2 separate regions of the Gossypium hirsutum genome follow, and region 1 is linked to region 2. A link is a contact called in public Hi-C data. All regions are on one chromosome and are shown on one strand. The core of a region is the stretch at or near the end of the contact, and the rest is flanking DNA. Distances in the headings are between cores, read along the strand shown.

The links. Hi-C and Micro-C count contacts between places; a contact is called where the count stands out from the background.
Region 1: a Hi-C map of leaf shows a contact between it and region 2, with 2.1 times the contacts expected there. The contact joins the enhancer-like site here to the promoter of LOC107959647 in region 2. A contact is called at or near these places in 2 of 34 Hi-C or Micro-C datasets (both in leaf).

What each region holds. Positions count from the first base shown.
Region 1 is chrA05:104,180,966-104,184,792 of Gossypium_hirsutum_v2.1, reverse strand. No RefSeq gene overlaps it. Among protein-coding and RNA genes, the nearest start is that of LOC121229735, 10 kb to the left of the region's middle. Within about 2 kb of position 2,117, at least 7 of the 9 cell types and tissues checked have an H3K27ac peak or open chromatin away from gene starts, as enhancers often do. A contact at or near this core is called in leaf, where this site is marked.
Region 2 is chrA05:104,006,283-104,010,536 of Gossypium_hirsutum_v2.1, reverse strand. LOC107959647 (glucan endo-1,3-beta-glucosidase 5) reads right to left here and starts at 2,861. Exons shown (of 3, transcript XM_016895740.2): 1 at 2,303-2,861; 2 at 853-1,166; 3 at 1-850. The coding sequence starts at 2,703. The coding sequence ends at 69.

The DNA of each region.
Region 1 (3,827 bases), core at 868-3,367, 180 kb before region 2:
AATTTTGGGAATTAGTGCTATAAATGAATAATTGATGGATCTTTGTAACTTCCTAATTCTATAAAACTCTGACATCATTCTATATAGATCTTCTTTAACTGTATTCCAACTTTTTCTGTAAAAACACATGTTAAGTCCATCTGGTCCAAAGGCTTTTGATTCATCGCCACTCCATACTCTTCTCTAATCTCCTCCTTTGAAAAAGGTTCCTCCAGCTTCTCAACTTCTTTTTCCTTTAGTCTCCTAAAATTAAGCTCTATTTCCATCTTCCAATTTCTCGATCGACTGTGAAAATGATTCTTAAAGAAATCATACACTCTTTTTTTTAAAATCCTTTGGTTCATTGCACCATAATCTCTTGATTTTCATTCTATACAATGTCTTTCTTTTTGCTTTTATCTTCACAGCTCTGTGGAAAAATGTTTTATCCGCATCACCTTCTTTCAACCATGTCATTCTAGATTTTTGCCGCCATATCGATTCTTTGAATTTAATTTCATCCCATAAATCAGAATTCAATCTTTTAAGCTTCTCCATTGCTTGCTTGTTCAGCTTTCTCTGATCATTAATTTCATCTAGCTCCTTAATTTTTTCTTTACTATCTAAAATTCTATTATCCAGAACATTTCCATTATTCACGTTCCATTTCTTAAGGACACCCTTAAGCTTTCTCAATTTTCTTGCTACTTGCCCACTCAAACTGCTCATATTAGACCATTCTTTCTCAATCAATCCTGTAAATTCCTTTTTCTTAAGCCATGCATTGATAAACTCGAATGGCCTAGGTCCCCAATCTACTTCTTCATCTGCTAGCAGAATAGGTATATGATTTGAAATAGATCTCTTTAACTCCTTCTATTGTAAGTCCTTAATCTGAATCAACTAGAATTCTTCCAATAAAAATCTGTCAAGTCTGCGCCTTTTATTATCTGGGCCATATCATGTGAATTTCTTTCCCAACAATGGCAAGTCAATGAGTTTACAATTATGGATAAAGCTATCAAACTCTCTAGATCCCTTCTCTGTTCGCATACAATTACTTTTTCCACTTCTACATCACACCACATTAAAGTCTCCTCCTATAATCCATGGACTTGTAAACTGGTTTCTCAAATTTCTCAACACCCCCATAGAGTTCTCTGCTTGGACACATTGTTTGGAGCATATACATTTATCACCACCGCTTCTATTTCCTCATGTACCCATTTTCCATCGATAACAATCAATCTGTTGTCACTCTACTCTTTGGATAATTTGAAACCGTCTTAATCCCATATTGTCAACAACCCTCCCAACCTCCCTATTGTTGCAGCAAACCTAAATTCAAAATTATCATCCCCCATATTTTCCTTACTAAATCCATAATCACCAATTCTAATTTTGTTTCCTGTAGAAAACAAACGTTCACCCTTGACAAGCGAATTAATCTTTTGCAAGATTTCATTTTCACCTCCGACCCCAACCCCCTTATATTTCATGAAACAGTTCTCATGACACTAATCTATTCTATGAAGAACTACAATTTCAGAAGCAAGAATTCCAAAGTCAGAAAAACTCACTTGAAATCATGTTTTTAATGCATCTTTTTCCTCTGTCTTCCTCCCTCTACTGCCTCTCTAATCTCCTAATTTCATCAATTACTTCTTCCTTATCCCCCCTCACACTGAAACCTAACTTCTTCCCTATTTCCCAAGTCTTCTTTTCCTCCTTTAAGATTACCCTTCTACGATTACTAATATCTGAATTGGACAACGAAATATTTGTCGTTGTTTCTTCAAACCTTGTTAACAGCTTTCTTTTTTCTTTCTTCTCCCTTGTATCCCTCTTCTGTTTTTCTTTTGTCGACAGAACACCATCCTGAATTTCTCGCATAAATCGGATCCTTTTATTCAACGTCTTTTTTCCCTTCTCTTTTGAGTTATTTGAAAAATTTCCTCTTCTATTCTAAATCTTACTTCCATTTCCTCTAAACTCCCAACTTCTATAATATTGTGTCCTCTTTCTTTAAAACTTGGACTGTTAACTTTCCTTAGGATCTGCCTTTCTTCACCATTTGAACCACTCTCAGATCCATACTCTTTTGCTGGGCAAGCCCCTCTTTCGGGTCCACTTGAATTAGCAGGCCCATATTTATCATATCCTCCTTAGCCATATCCAGTTCTCCACCATATTCTTCAACCCCAACAGATACTATTTCTTTACACCCAATTAAATTTTCTCCTACCATTATTTCTACTACCGACAATCTCTTACCCTCTTTTTCTATTTCACCTTCTCCGATACTGATTGCATTTATAACATCCACCACGTCGTTTCGACTAACCTTCAGAAATTGTTCTGATTTTGATCTAGTCTCCGACCCGACTTCCAGTGTTTCTCCTTCCTCTTCCTCCGGCTATCCCTTTTGCTTTCATTGGATTCTCATTTTTCAATTCTATCAATCCTCTTTCTTTGATCCTGATCGAAAACTTTCCATCTTCGACCTCCATAATTATAAACTCATCTTATCTGATATGGCTTGTTGATCGATATCAGCATCTTTATCCTCTCAAAACTGCTTGTATAATTCCAATTTTCTCCCATTGATATCATCTTTCCCTAGAGATCTGCCACTCTTTTAAAAGTCTCGTAATTCCAGCAATGTAATGGGATTCCTACAACGTTGATCCATGCCACCCTCTCTGTTAATAATCTCTTTTCCGAACCATGGTTCAATTTTTTTAAAGCATTCCTTCAAATAAGCCCAATCATTTTGCTTCAAAAGTTCCATAAACTCATCATCTGATACTTCTATTAGAAAAAATCTTCCTTGAATTCTCTTGACAGATATCTCCCTAAGGCCAAATTTAGCCAATCTTTCAGCCATACTTTTTGTGTCGCATAAGCTCGGTGATTCCTCCACCAAACATCGTTGAAATTTCCATAGTATTTCTTCTTCCACAAAACCTTGCACTACTCTTATTTGGTTCCCCTCTATTCCAAAACAATTCCTTATCTTTAACTGTTTATCCTTTGAATTACTAGATGTTTCTCCTTTCTCGCTTTTAATTTTCTCCTTTCCTTTTCGATTTATCTCCTTATTACTGATTGGTATTGTTTAAGTATTCCTTTTCCTCCATATCATCCTTCTCCCTTTGAATCTAGCCATTTTCACCACAATTTTGTACCCTAGAATGACAAAACCACTGAGCCTTTCTAATGCCCTTTGTGCATCCATTATGCTTGAAAACCTCACAAATCCAAACCTCGGTCCATTTTTGCTTTTCTTGTTCAGAATAAAAGCATCTTTCACGTTTCCATGGAATCAAAATAATGCCCATAATCCTTTCCAGTGCATGCTTGCCGGGATATTATTCACAAATACTGTTATCTGTAATGTTTCACGTTCCATGACTTTTTAACATCTTATAAATTAATCATTTGAAATACTTATTCTTGTTATTATTGGTGGCTTTTTTTTTGTTTGTATTTATAGTTATTTTGTTGTCATTGTTATTAGTATTTTATTGTTACTTTTTCATGATCATAATTATGTGCATTTATGAAATATTTTTAAATGAGTTTTAGTGTATAAGGTAATATCTTAATTTAACATAAATTATGAACCCATTTTTATGTTTAGTGAGATTTCATTGATCTTTATTAAAAGTGGAACACTTTTTAAAAATAAAATAAGTAAATCATTTTTTCATCTCTCAAATAAAATTTGATATTTCTATATTAATCGAAAAATATTCAGAGATATTATTGTTTTTAAATAAAATGTGATTTACTCTAGGAAATGCATATAAATAAATTTTCATCTCATTGGATTACGTTTAAATATC
Region 2 (4,254 bases), core at 1,612-4,111:
CTCTATGTCGATACTATCAGCTTCATACGAGGGGACCGTGAAAAACCCACCTAGAAACTGCTTTTCTCTCACACCCTAAAGGCCCAGACTTGCCATAACATCAAAATACAGCCGACAACCCACCTTTGATATGGTCTAAAACTTGCACTGGTATCAGTCACACCAACAAGAAACCTGCAATCACCAACAGAAGGGTCCAGAAAAGTGACCATACCAAGTCCATCAAAATTACAACTTTTTTCATTCTGCATTTGCAGCTGATAGTAACTGTTGAATGCATATGACACATTTCCTTTTGCTCCAATTGCATTACATGATCCCCCGTAGTTGAGCGTGGTGCAATCTGCGACATTACAAGCAAGCTTCATGTGATTTGCCACTTCAGAGAGATCCCTATTCGGGTTGGCAATACACCATCTAGCCGGGAGATACTGAACATTCTTGGCGTTTTTTAGTTTCTTGTTTCCCAAACCAAGGTCTAGTGCGTATTTAGCCTGGCCATCAAAGGAGAAAATTCCCCAGTGCCTTTCAAAGTTCCCTGGAAGGGTGCTCTTTGCCCCTTCATCAAGTAAACTGAAAAGATAAACATCCATGGGTGGAACAGCCGGCCTTAGAGGGGTTCCTTTGTTGCTTAACACATGCTTAATGAGGCCTTGGTTGAAAACCTCAGCAGCAGTGAGATTAGCACCGACCGCACCATCTGTAGGCCAGCCCACTTCCCCAATAACTATGGGCATCTGCCCGTATCCCATTTTACTGAGGGCCGCAATTAATGTGTCATAATTTCCATCAAATGCATTGGTGTAAGTGTTTGCACCATCTATAACAGGATGTGTAGTACCCTCAAAAATGCATAGTCTTGTGGAAATTCCGAGTTCCCATAGAGGCTTAGAAATGGGTATATATTAACAACAAATGGAGAACCATTTGAGTTTAGGAAAGAAACAAGTTGAGTCATAATTTGAGTCAGTTCCGATCGAAATGCCCCTTGAGAAGGAACATTGCCTTCGTAGGCATCAGCATTACAAGGAACTACCAACTTTATGTATCCAGCAAGATTTGCTCTGACCAGAGACTGCTGCAAATTCGCCATAGCAGGGATTACATAGGACTGAAATTGACCGTTGTAACTTGTAAGGAAAGGTTCATTTCCGACAGCAATAAACCTGTCAGTACAGCCAGAATTAATTAACTTCAGGAAATGTGACTTGCACTAGCGCATAAGATATTTACAGAAACAAACGACTTCAATTTCTTACCATGCTTTCATAAAAATTAGGTTAATTTCATAGCAATAGATGCATCAAAATCCTGCCTGTTTCTCTTTTTTACAGTCCCTTGGTGAAAAAGATATGGTTCAGGAATTACTACGTGTTGGGTAATAGGTGTTCATTCAACTCGCCCAAAGACCAGCTCACCCAACTTTCCCATACAAATGCCTATGCAGATAATGGATTTAAACTTCTTGACCATCAGCACTACTTAAGCAGAGGAAAACCTTAATCTATGGAAACCAGTTTTCCCTAGACACGTTGTTTTGAGACTAAATCGACAACCACTTAGACAGTGAACACGGTAACAAAAAAGACATTGTAATCCAAATATCAGAATGGCATTAATGATATAACCTGTCAAGGAGATAAATTTTTTTATACCATCAAATCAATGATGTTGCGTAGGTTAGAAGTATGAACTGTTGTTCAAGCAGCTTTCTATGGGGAATAGTAAAACCGTTGAGGTTGTACGGTAGTGTGCCGCTGCATAAGCCTATAAGAAATCCATACTGGGGATGCTGATTGGTCAAAAACAAATCCGAAAGAGGCAGCTACTAGAGAGTGCTAATATAATTAACTGCTGCTAAGATCAACAAACTAATGCCAGGAACCTTTTAAGCATATATGACCTGAATTTAAACGATCAGTTTCCATCACTATAACCAAGCACACTCTAAATGATGACATATGCTACTTACATATCAGATTATTCCCACAAAAAACCCCCCTCTCCCCCCATTTTTTTTGGTAGATCCCTTAAAGACTTTAAACATAGTAAGGCATATCACTTCTAACTTAGAGTGATCTTGTCAATGAGGTACTAAAATCATTCTACAATTTTTTGTAAGCCTAACAGTGTAGTGGTCAGAAAAGTTTGGAAAAGAAAGAAATCATAACATATATGGATTCACCTAAGAGATCCTTATTCATATATTCTTTGAATGTAGTTCATGTGAAGGTGAATCTACCAAAGCAAAAACAAAATCAAAGGCCAAATAAAGGGGGGGGGAGTGAACTTGTTTAATTACCTGATATCAGCACCACCTTTGCCAACATAAGCAGATACATTTTGGCGAACCCACAAATCAGCATCAGCAGGGGAAGAGCTGAGAGCAGCCAACATCTCATTGGGTATCCCAACCATGACCTGAATCCCACTCCCCATCAAAGCTCTTAGCACCAATGGGTCAGCTTCAAAAAGCTTCACTTTTTGAATCTTGTTGTCCTTCAACAGATCCACCACCGTGGATGGCTTCAGCTTGTGGAATGAAATTGTACCCCAGTTCACCCCTATTGCAGATTCAGCCACTGAAACCAGCCCTGAAAACATCACCGTCATCACAGCTACACTAACAAGCAATGGTGGTGACACGCTGGTTGGGACTGACATTTTTCTCTCTTGTGGTCTCCTCCTGCAATGATATTTCATTTGCTCATTTGGGGTTGGAGGCTTGGCTTGTTCTGATCCTAAACACAGGGAAACCGTGAAACTTCTCTCACTAACAACAAATGTGTGTGCACTGCAACTGCAAAGAGTAAAGTTTAAGAATCTCCCAGAAGGCCCCCCATTATTTATTACTATGCTGATTAACTATTACCTGAATTTTTTTTCTTATAATATCAGTAATATAATGACTCAAATACCCTCAACTGTTAATACATCTATACAATCACCAAATATAATCCAGTTAAAAATATATTTATAACAATATTTTTATTAACTTAGACATACACCTGCTCATGGACCAGGCTGTTCGGCCCGTTCGAACAGTAGGAGAGTTTAGATAAAAATATAAGTCTGTAAAATAAGTTTAGACAAAAAAATTGTTATTTTTTGTTATTTTAATGTTATTTTCTTGTTGTTTTCTTTTTATTTTATTACCATTTTACTATTATCTTACTACTATTTTGTTGTTATTATTTAGATATTGTATAATACTTATTTTATTGTTAATTTTGTTATTATTTTAGAGACATTTACTTATTAAGTTGCATCTATCTTAGTATTATTTAAGTATACATATTTTTTTTAAAATTTATTTTTAATTTGTCGAAAAATATTTATTTTAATAATTTTTAGTATTTTTAATATATTATATATATTTAAAATATTAAAAAAAATACTATCTAGCCGGGCTGAGCCTAAATTTTAATATTTTTATTTAGGCTAAGTTTGAATAAAATTTTAAATCTATTTTTTGAATCAGACCAGGCTTAAGAAATAGGTCTAAATTTTTAGTTGGGCCAAGCCATGAGTACATCTAGTTAGACACATAATTTGATATTTATGAAACTATTTTTTTAAAATAATTTTCAATAACTAACTAAACTTAAATTAAATTTAGAATTAAACTAAATGGAACATTTAAATAAAGGTACTTTCTTTTAATATTATCTTGTTTATCTATAATATTTAAATTAAAAAAATTAGTTTAATTTTAATTTAATTAATATTAATATTATTACTAATATAAAAACACGTAATTTCGACTCCGTCGAAAAGAAAGGCGTTGGAGGTGGGAATAATGAGGAGGGACAAATGAGATTGGGAGGCGAAAAGCATGTTAGTGCTTACCGACTTTCCGTCAAATTTTGTGACAACATCAGGACATGTGTCTATATTCCCTCAATTGATGGGAGGATTGCCACATTGTAAAACATTATTAGAATCTTTCATGTGCTAATGTTTTTTTTTATATAAATAATTTATATACTCAACTGAAACAGCATTTTTTCGTTGTTGTTTTATAGAGTATACTGTAGGAATTTCCTTTTCCTCTGTTCATAAGTTTGTTCAAGTCGGGTTTAGTATTAATATTTTTTTATGTTTGTTTAAATCTAGCATGATTTAAAATGTGAGTCTAAAATTTTATCTAAATCTGTTCACATTTATAAATAACTAATTCGAACCTGTTTAAGGCTCGTTCATATTGTTTTAAAAATTTTAAAGATATATATTTATATTATTTTAATTTAATAT